2 separate regions of the Mus musculus genome follow, and region 1 is linked to region 2. The links are chromatin contacts, called in public Hi-C maps. All regions are on one chromosome and are shown on one strand. Each heading gives the region's core, a stretch centred on a gene start, on an enhancer-like site or on the middle of the called end of the contact. The rest is flanking DNA. Distances are from core to core; before and after follow the strand shown. Region 1 overlaps Gm32925 (a long non-coding RNA gene). Region 2 has its middle 10 kb from the start of Gm24891.

Region 1 (5,389 bases), core at 2,622-5,121, 230 kb after region 2:
TTGAGATAGAAGGCGCTCACTATCCCTCAGAAAACTTATTCTCCAGTGAGTCCTTTGTTCACACAATGGCAAACTCCCTACCTAGAATTAGGAAGCTTATCCACACACAGCTAAAACATCTTTGAATAAAGCCACCTAGGGCTGAGAGCGCTGTGTGAAGAATTACTCATCTGTACTGCTATGGGGGGGGGGGGGGCATTGCCTCTGGGTAAGAACGTGGTGGGTTTTTAGAAGGACGGTGGAGGGTACTGTGGCTGCCGGTGACGTATGGCCAGGACTGGGCTAGAGAGAACCATGGAGCTAAAGGCAGTAAAGAGGCATGGACACAAGTCCAGGGGCAGAAATTGCTAGATCCAGTGCTGTAGTTTTTCTTGTTCTCCACTGTAATTCTCTCTGTTTTAAGCAAGTCCTCAGTGAACTGTGTTTATGTGATCATCCATGTATTTCCTGTAGTTTTGAGAATAAGGGGAGAGGCCTCTTGTTCTTAGGTAAGATCAGAACTTGGATTGCATAGACTGGTGGTGGTAAGAATGACTCGGGGAGACGTGAGGAGGCAGTCACTGAAGCAGTGGCTCCAAATGAGAACGACGTATGGTGTGGTAGACAGTGTTTGAATTTACCGAGTATTTCATTCACGCCTGCTAAACCCAGGAAAGGTCATGTCTCAGGGTTTTATTGCTGTGAAGAGACACCATGACCATGGCAACTCTTTTTTTTTTTTCATTTTTTAATTAGATATTTTCTTCATTTACATTTCAAATGCTATTCCGAAAGTCCCCTATACCCTTCCCTGCCCTGCTCCCCAACCCACCCACTCCCACTTCCTGGCCCTGGCATTCCCCTGAACTGGGGCATATGATCTTCACAAGACCAAGAGCCTCTCCTCCCATTGATGGCCGACTAGGCCATCCTCTGCTACATATGCAACCAGAGACACAGTTCTGTGTGTGTGTGTGTGTGTGTGGGGGGGTACTGGTTAGTTCATATTGTTGATCCTCGTATAGAGTTGCAGACCCCTTCAGCTCCTTGGGTACTTTCTCTAGCTCCTTCATTAGGGGCCCTGTGTTCCATCCAATAGATGACTGTGAGCATCCACTGCTATATTTGCCAGGCACTGGCATAGCCTCACCAGAGATAGCTATACCAGGGTCCTGTCAGCAAAATCTTGCTAGCCTATGCAATAGTGTCTGGGTTGACCACGGCAATTCTTATAAAGGCAAACATTTCATTGGGGCTGGCATACAGCTTCAGAGGGGTGGCCCATTATCATCATGGCAGGAAACACAGCAGCACTCAGGTAGACATGGTGCTGGAGGAGCTGAGAGTTCTACATCTTGATCTCTAGGCAGCAGGAGGGAACTGGAGTTCCATACTGGGCAGAGCTTGGGCATATAAAAGACCTCAAAGGCTCACCTCTAGAGTGACAACTTACTCTAATAAGGCCACACCTCCTGGTAGTGCCACTCTCCATGGGGCTCAAATCTATTCAAATCATCACGGGCCATTTGCTGAAAAGTGGGTGGATAATGAAATACAGGCAGGAAAACCCCTGGGCAGATGCACCAAGAAGCACTACATAGCACTCTCTGTCCTCTTTCTCGCCTGTACAAGCCGGAGCTATCTTCGCTTGGCATGTGGTGTGGATATGAAGGGTTAGCTTTACGCATCATGCGGATTTTCTCAGGCACTGGCCACATCACCAGCTGTGCTGTGTCTCTGTGTGTGTCTGTGAGGACACTTATGGATAACCTTAGCACTGGGATGAGCGACTCAGTACCCTCGACTGCCATCTCTCACTAAGTGGGTCTCACCCGGTCAATCCACCGAGGTTCTGAAAAGAACAGGAAGCAGAGAACGCACCCACTTCCGGTTGCCTTTGCTCTCAGACACGCCCTGGGTTCTCAGGCCTTCGGATTCGCATGCACCTAGTTTTGCTGGGTCTTCTGCTTGCGTATGGCAGATGGCAGAACTTCTCAGTTACCGTAGACCAGTGAGCTGTTTGCTCAGAATCTCCGTGCTGATGACTGATAAGGCCTTCCAGCTCTTCCCCTAGAACACCTCAAGAAGCGAATAAGCCTGTGCAGTTGTGAACAATTGAGAGCTGGGGCCATTTATTATTGTGGTATAGTTTGACGTGTCTTGATTTATACCATAGCATTTCCCAAGATACAAAGACGTAGAACACAGAAAAGCTGAACCCTTTATTGAGTGAGACCCAGGAGGGGAGTTCTGTAGATCTGCCGATCCTGTGGGTGGTTAGGCTTGAACTTGCACTTGGGGGTTTCATGCTGATGCCAAATAGGGCATTTATACTCTTCTGAAATGCCACTTCTGCCATATAAACATTTGTTTGCTCACTCAACAGCCCAACACTCACCTTTCACCTCCTAATTATTCAAACCATCATACTCAGAGACTCTAATGACAGCCGCCATGGGTACATAAACACCAGTGTAGAAAGCATGTATCTGATGAGCTCAGGCTTGCTTTATACGTGATTATCAAAAACTATCATTGAGAGAAGAACTGTACTCTTGGAAAGTCCTGAAAACCCCTGTCTTAGCCACTCTCCCAATTTTTACAACAGGAAGCTAATCTGCATATTATATTTTAAAAAGATTTTTAAAAGATTTGACCATTGAAGATGCATTTAAAACAATCCTCCTAGTTCCACGAGGGCAGCCACCCAGATCAATTAGAAAGGCCTCAATACTTTACAGCAGCCCGGGCATTGATGGGCATGAGTTACAGACAGAGGACTCAGCATTTGTTGCAGGGAGTTGGGAGGTCAGCCCAAAGAAGCTGTGCTTGAAAAGCAGCCTCCATAAATACTCTGTCTGTCCCTGTTCTGCCTCTCAGTAAAAGCAAGTAGAGAAACCAGAGCGTTACCCAGATAACTAGAGAGAAACAAGATTGGTGTTCGTGGCAGGTAACGAGGAGAAGTTCCTCTAGATTTTCCAGGTTTCTATTCTTTGCCTCCTGGGGTCAGCAAGAATCTGATCTGGCTCACAGAAGCCGCTTCAGACAAGGCCAAGGCTCCCAGGGGCTGCATAATGCTTCTTAGGAATTCCCCGACTCCTCGATCCGGATTTTGAAACAGCTCTGTCAGATCTCGCGGCCACGCTGTTCCCACGGGTTCATGGCAAAACCCCAATACTGCGACTGCTGTGAAATTGTTAAGCTGTTTGTGAAACCTCAGAAAGCAATGTCTCGGGCAGCTCCTACTTACGATGCTGGTGTAAGAGGACAGGGCTCTTACAGGGTGGGCAAAGGAGACCAACTGTGGCTGAGACAGGGCAGAAGATGCTGTGTGTCTGTTTCTGTAGGAGATACTTGCAGCATCCTGTGTAACACATTCCCGCAAGGCAGAACCCCTCACCGACTACCACTGCAGATGAGAACAGGAAGATTCACTAATCACACGAGGCAGGTCAAGGACCCAGGCGTGGTGGCGCACGTCTTTAATCTCAGCGCTCGGAAGGCAGAGGCAGGTGGATTTCTGAGTTCAAGGCCAGCCTGGTCTACAAAGTGAGTTCCAGGACAGCCAGGGCTATACAGAAAAACCCTGTCTCGGAAAACAAACAAACAAAATCAAAAAACAAAAAAACACAAAAGGACCCTTAAACGTGGAGGGAACCACATGACAGGGCGGTGAGCTGTGCCCTGTGTTAGATGAGATAAGAGTCCTCAGGACAGTCCCACTCACCTCAACTCTAGTGGCAGATCGGGCAGCTGGATCAGCACTGGAGTCAAAGCCCCCGTCACTCAGTAAGACCTGGATGGCCGTGGCTGGTCTGCTTGCTGTCTTGAGACGTAACTTGTTAAAAACCGACCGTAGCAGGGGTGAAAGGAGGAGAGGCTGAGAAGAGGGAACAGCCGGAGGAGGCTCAGCACAGGCAAGGAAGCACCTGGTTGGCCAACGGCCTCCTCAACCAAGAAGAACCCTGGAGTCGTTCTGCGCCTGCATTCATTGGGAGCCTCAGACTCTGGAACTACCAGTGTGCCACTATGGGGCCCAAGAGCTCAAGTTCTCATGCTGGACTTGGCTCCTATAACACGACCCACTTTGCCATCACCCCTCCAGCAGGATGATTGACACTCATCAAGTCTTGGAAGTAAAAAGATCAATCCCCTGCCCCCATACCAAGCTCAGTTATCTTGCTGTTTTTCGCGTTCCCAGTCCGTGTGGAAAAGGCTCCCCTTTAGTTACCCTAAGAGAAGAGGATCTGGGGAGTCTGCCTAGCCCACAGACTGCACAGGAAGTGTGGGCAGCAGAGGGACCCGGCGTGCAACGCAGAAACGTAAGTGAAGCCAGTTGTGGACATCAACTGCTCCAGACTCAACACTAGCAAAGTGACCTAGCAAAGGAAACAAGACTTGACGTGTGCCTGTGGGCATTTCCGGAGATGTAGCTCACAATGATCTGGATCACCAGTTTCCGGAGATCCAATTCCTTCCCTCTTCTGACCTCCTGACCTCTGTGAGCACAGGGCACATGTACTACATAGACATACGTGAAGGTTCAACATTCACACACACACACACTTACATAAATCTAAAAGTAATTTTAAAAAAATAGCTAGATTATCTAAAGAATTGCAAAAAGTAAGCAACAAAACCATCAGTAAATGGACCAACCAATCCATTTAGTAAACGGTTCTCAAAGAGTTACACATGGCCAATAAATACATAAAATATGGTCAACACTCCTAATCTACAGGAAAACGCAAATGAATTCTGCTAAAATAGAATGGCTGTCATTAAGCAAACAAAGGACTACAAATTCTGGTTGAGGATCTGAAAAAGAACAGCCAGCGGGAGTGTGAGCTGACGCAGCCACCGTGGAGACTTCTAATGCCGTGTACAGCAGCAGTGCCGCCCCGCGTCAGATACATAACACTGAAGTTTCTAAGTCAATGTAGCGTAGCGATACTTACACACCTGTGCCTAATTGTATCCCTACTCTCAATAGATCGGCAATGGGCCCAACACAGATGTCTGCAAAGAGATGAGTGGGTAAAAATAAATGAGACAGTTATGTGAATGGAATATTATTATGCAATAAAAAAAGAAATCGTGGCATTTACAAGAAATTTGTTGCAAGTAGAAACCACGTTAAGTGCAGTAAGCAGGGACCCAGGCGCAGCGCATAGACACGACAGGAAATTAAGGGTGGGAACTATTTGGGGTGGGGGTGGAGGTAACTCCTGGAGAGGAGCGGCGACCAAGTTCAGGGTGGAGAATGGGGGAATCCATGGAGACACTGGTGAGCGAGCGCCACAGGCCAGTACTCGCACGCTAAGCTAACTTAAAGACCAATGGGAAAAGCCAGTTTCCACCATGACTTTGACTTACAAACACTCATCAGAATAATTCTTTTCCTTTGGTG
Region 2 (4,718 bases), core at 1,935-4,434:
AGTTGATGGCTCAGGACTGAAGGGGATATGCAAGGAGTTGAGGCTTGGCATCATGAAGAGAGCCTATGAGAGGCTATTGGTGAAGCTTTGTTGCAGTGGAAGACCCCAGAATATTGGAGATTGCCAGCACCATAGGCTGATCACCAAGAACAGCAGCGGCAATAGAGAGGAGACAATCAGAGCCTTGAGTGCTTCAGAGGGCAGAGCTGGAGAAGTGACCCAAGGTTTTTAGAGGAGCCCAGAAGATCATGTGTGGATCTCAGACATTGGAACAAGAAGCTGTAACATTAAAGATGCCTTGGAGATTCCAAGATGTTTGAGATGCCAGAGCCATGGGATATCTGCTGAGGAAAGCTGTTAGCAGGGAGTGGAACTAGCCAAAGAGAATTGTGCTGTAGTCAAGAAAGATGAATGGAGTTGGAGATCTGAAGAGCACTTTAACATCAGACATGGAGATGCGGAGTTTAGAGTTTGCCTAGCTGGTTTTTGGTCTTGTTTGGTGCAGTATTACCTCACTATGACATTTCGGAATGGTAGTGATACCTTAATGTGATGTTTAAGGTATGTGATCTGCCTTTTGATTTTGACTTTATATGGGATTACAGTTAAGTGATTAAATGAATCTCAGAAAAGATTTTGAACTTTGGACTTTTAATATTGTTGAGACTGCTATAGACTATGGGGACTTATGAAATTGGATTAAATGTATTTTGTTTGCATTATGCTATGTTTAGGTATAGTACCTATAGACTCATGTGTTTGAACAAGCCTATGGGGGCCAGGGAGTGGAATGTGGTGGTTTGAATATGCTTGGCCCAGGGAGTGGCACTACTTGGAGGTGTGACCTTGGTGGAGTAGGATCAGCAGGCAATCAGTGGGAGTCAAATTACGGGAAGGCAGCAGCTTTCAGCAAAGAGTTAAAGACAGAAGAATTGCCAAAAGTAAGCAGCTTTTAGCTGCAGAATACAGAAGAACTGCTAGAAGCCGTCATCTTTCAGCCTCAGAACAGTAAGAGGTAAATTATGGTTCCAGCTTCTGGCCTCTGGAACCGGAACCTTAAGAGAGAGTCACAAGGCCTGAAAATCATCAGCTGACTCCCACTTCACTACCTGACCCTGCCCATGACCAGTGCTTACATGTATGTCTGCATTCCACCTGTGTACATTGTCCACGTAGGCCAGAGGACTCTGTCAGGTGCCTTGGAGCTGGACTTACAGTCCGTTAGAGCAGCCATGTGGGTGCTGGGTGTTTTAAACCCCTGAGCCATTGCTCCAGCTCACCCTTACAAGATAAGGACCAAGAATTTGAATTTCTAAGGCTTTCTAAAGTTGCTTTTACTTGGCCAGGGAGCTGATGCTTTGAGAGCTATTGCTGGAGACAAATCTGTCCATGTGTGTTGGTTGGTTTCCTCGGCTGCTTTGCTTAGGCGATAGAGCAAAGAGCCGCGTTGCTGGGACTCACCTCTCTTTCACCTCACTCTATCTTCACATGTTCCCCACTGGCTGCTTCCCTTCTTTCTTTCTCTTTCTCTCTTTCTGTCCTTATCTGTCTCCTTTCTTTCTCTGCCTCTATTCCCTTCCCTATATGCCTTTCTGATGTTCCAAGTAAACTTCATTTTACACTAGACCTGTTGTATAGCTGATTCCTGGGGGTGGGGTGGGGTGGGAGGGTGCCTCAGCATAGGCCTGCAACCACAACATGCTACCACATCACAAAACATATCAAACACCAACACAAAAGCCTTTGTGTAAATGTGGGCAGTATTGAGGCTTTGCTACTACTCATGCAGGCTACCCACCCGTACTAGACTGCCCAGTGCATTCCAGACTTCTGAGAAAAGGTGCACTCAAGAATTCGGGCTCCATGTTCTTCCAGGCACTGACTGTATTTTTACTCATTTTGATTTTCAACCTTTTCCATGGCCCCCTTCCCTCTCTTCCCAGTTCTAGGGCCCATAGGAAGGCAGGGGCCTCTTTTGGTTCTTCTACTTGAAAGTCAATCTCTGCCCGTGCTGATGTCATCTGACCTGTCCTTGTTGCTCCTCTATATGGCCTCACCCTGTGCACAGCTGGATACAATTTTATGATTCAAAGTATCTTATCTAGCCTGTTACTCCAAAAAGTTGGTAACTACGTGTCTGTGTTAATCTGGAGCTGTTAAAAGGCAGTTTTCTGATTCTGGAGATCTGGAGTGGGGTCTGAGAGTCTGCACTTCTGAATAGACCCTCAGGTCGTGTTGACTTTGCTGGAACAAGAAGCAAGCTTGAAGTAGCAAGACTAAAGTTTGAAGTAACTGATCTTTTCAAGGAGATAATTACTATCACCATAAAGAAACAAAGCAGTGCTCCTGACTGCAGCTGCTCCTAAGAGAGATAAATGTGTTGATTTTGTAACAGTGACACCTCACCCTGGCTCCACAGTGGAGCTTCGTATTTTTTGCTGAGAAAATACTTTTGGAAGCATATGATTCTAGTGAGATGTGAGCTGGATCGGGAGCTGTGGGGGCTTTGAGAAACTGATATCTATAACATTGATCCTGCTAAGTAAAGTTGAAAATATCTTCTGCACTTCATAAATATACTGGCTAAAGCTTTGTGTTGTCAGCTTCCAATGAGAAAGTAGAAGACAAAACCTCATCTGTGTTAGGTGTTGACTCTGGGCCAAGCCCTCTAGGCGGTGGGGAACATGGCAGATGCAGTTTCCTGCACTGAGTAGGCGCTGAATGCAAACTTCAGAGAGATAATCATGATAAGTAAGTTCAGGCTTTTGTTGTTGTTGTTTCATTCATTTTCTATTTGCTTGTAATAGTTATAAAAAATCCTAGGCTTCATTGCAATATTTTAATGCATGTAGACAGTGAGCTTTGATCATACTAGAGATATAAGGACTAGAGATAATAAAATACCTTGTGCTGAGGAGCTGTGGAAGGCGAATGGTCTTTCTTTAAAAATTTGCGAGGGGCATTTTTTTTTGTTCTTGTTGTATTTTGTTTTTTGTTTTTGTTTTTATTTTTTTTTCCAAGACAGGGTTTCTCTGTGCAGCCCCGGCTGTCCTGGAACTCACTCTGTAGACCAGGCTGGCCTTGAACTCAGAAATCCGCCTGCCTCTGCCTCCCAAGTGCTGGGATTAAAGGCGTGCGCCACCACGCCCGGCTTTTTGTTTGTTTGTTTGTTTAATTAGATTTGTCCATTTTATTTTCTGTGTGTTTTGCCTGCCTGTATGCATGTGCATCAGGTGCATGCTTGGTGCGTGGAGGTCAGAACAGAGCATTGGATTTCTTGGAACTGGAGCTACAAATGGTTTGAGCTACCATGTAATCACTGAGAGATGAACCTGAGTCTGCTCCACTGACATTTTTGAGAATTCTGGAATTGTGGTTTCTTAAAAACAAACAAACAAACAAAAAACCAAACCACAGAAATATTCTAAGACTGTTCTGTAGGTTTAATTCCAGGCGTAGGGATGTGGGCTGCTTCGAACTGCCTGCAGCAGCAGCAGCTGACTGTGATTTGCCTTGTGCTCTAGCACAAGCGTGGTTTTGCCAGTTGGAGATAATTTCTGTGATTTCTCGATGTTTGGGGTTCTGGGAACTTTTCAGAGGATACATAAATGCTAGGGCCTCTGAGAGGCCTGGTCAGTGGTTGTTGTGTTGGTCTTTTAGGAAGGTTTCTTGCTATTTGTTAGTAGCTGTGGTCACAGAAGAAACAAAAGGAAAGGAATTAGATCCAGGGATCTCTCTCTCTCTTCCCCCCTCCTTCCCCTCCCTCCCTCCTTTTCCCTCTTTCTTTCTCCCCCTTTATCTTTGATTCTCTCCTATCTATTGTTAAGGAGTGAAACCAGGGGAGATAAAAGGATGGGACAAAGAAGAATAAAGTAGCAAAGACCAGCTGCAGTCTGCTGCAAGAAAAACAGGTGCTTTTAACTACTGAGCTATCTCTCCAGCCCTGGAGAAGAAGGAGCTTACTTAACAAGGTGGCGGATAAGCTGGGATCTGCAGGTCAGGGGCATAGGAAGTGAAGGAGCATAACCCTTGGTGGGTTTGGAGAGGAGCAGTGTTTAAAAGGTCACGTGACCACAGGTGGCAGAAACAACTCACAGGAGCTTAAGTATAAAAGGGAGCTTTGTTGGCCAGGTAAACTGAATGTAGGTAGCTATGGCCTTAGGCACAGAAGGTGAAGTGATCTCTCTTCCCCTCCTCTGCTTCCCTGGGAAAGCCCCTCTTATTCTTCTTCTTTGGGGGGGGGTGCTTCTTCAGGGTTGGAAAACCACAGGTTAAGGTCTCAGATATTCAAGATATGCAACATTCCAGTCTCACTACTGTGGGACAGAGTAAGGACCCCTTTCTTCCAGAATGACCATTTTAGGAAGCTCCCTAAGAGTCTGAACTTGTGGCGATCCACCCGCCTTACCCTTCCTAGAAATGCCACCGCGCCACCCAGCCCTGGACATTCTGACCCCATCTTAGATGATAGGTTTTGTTTTGAATACTGTTAGGATGTCTGTACCACACATGAGCATAAAGATGCTTAGAAAGGAAAGGAAGAAGAAAAAAAGCCCTTGAATGTTGTAAACATGACTATGTATATATACAAAACATAAAGAAATGGAGTTAAAAATAAAATCTATTTTCATCACAGTCATTACTGTTGTGACTGTGACACAGTTCAGCATCTGGATGTGAGGGCAGCATGGTCCTTGGGCCAGGAGACAGATTTACTA

The links. A called contact is a pair of places that touch in the nucleus more often than the background predicts.
Region 1: a Hi-C map of morula shows a contact between it and region 2, with 2.6 times the contacts expected there. The contact joins two enhancer-like sites. A contact is called at or near these places in 16 of 39 promoter capture datasets (3T3-L1-derived adipocytes, the C10 cell line, the HPC-7 cell line and 10 more), 7 of 15 datasets of contacts at CTCF or cohesin (CD8 T cells, the G1E-ER4 cell line, embryonic stem cells and 4 more), 244 of 484 Hi-C or Micro-C datasets (the 3T3-L1 cell line, 3T3-L1-derived adipocytes, the 63-12 cell line and 126 more), 25 of 115 datasets of contacts at active chromatin or transcription factors (CD4 single positive thymocytes, CD8 T cells, the HPC-7 cell line and 16 more) and 2 of 9 other capture datasets (embryonic stem cells and pancreatic islet).

The regions. Positions count from the first base shown.
Region 1 is chr16:87,749,565-87,754,953 of GRCm38.p6, forward strand. The region is part of intron 1 of Gm32925 (a long non-coding RNA gene); the gene reads left to right. Among named protein-coding and RNA genes, the nearest start is that of Gm32925, 14 kb to the left of the region's middle. Within about 2 kb of position 3,872, at least 8 of the 459 cell types and tissues checked have an H3K27ac peak or open chromatin away from gene starts, as enhancers often do. A contact at or near this core is called in morula, where this site is marked.
Region 2 is chr16:87,515,492-87,520,209 of GRCm38.p6, forward strand. No RefSeq gene overlaps it. Among named protein-coding and RNA genes, the nearest start is that of Gm24891, 10 kb to the right of the region's middle. Within about 2 kb of position 3,185, at least 3 of the 459 cell types and tissues checked have an H3K27ac peak or open chromatin away from gene starts, as enhancers often do. A contact at or near this core is called in morula, where this site is marked.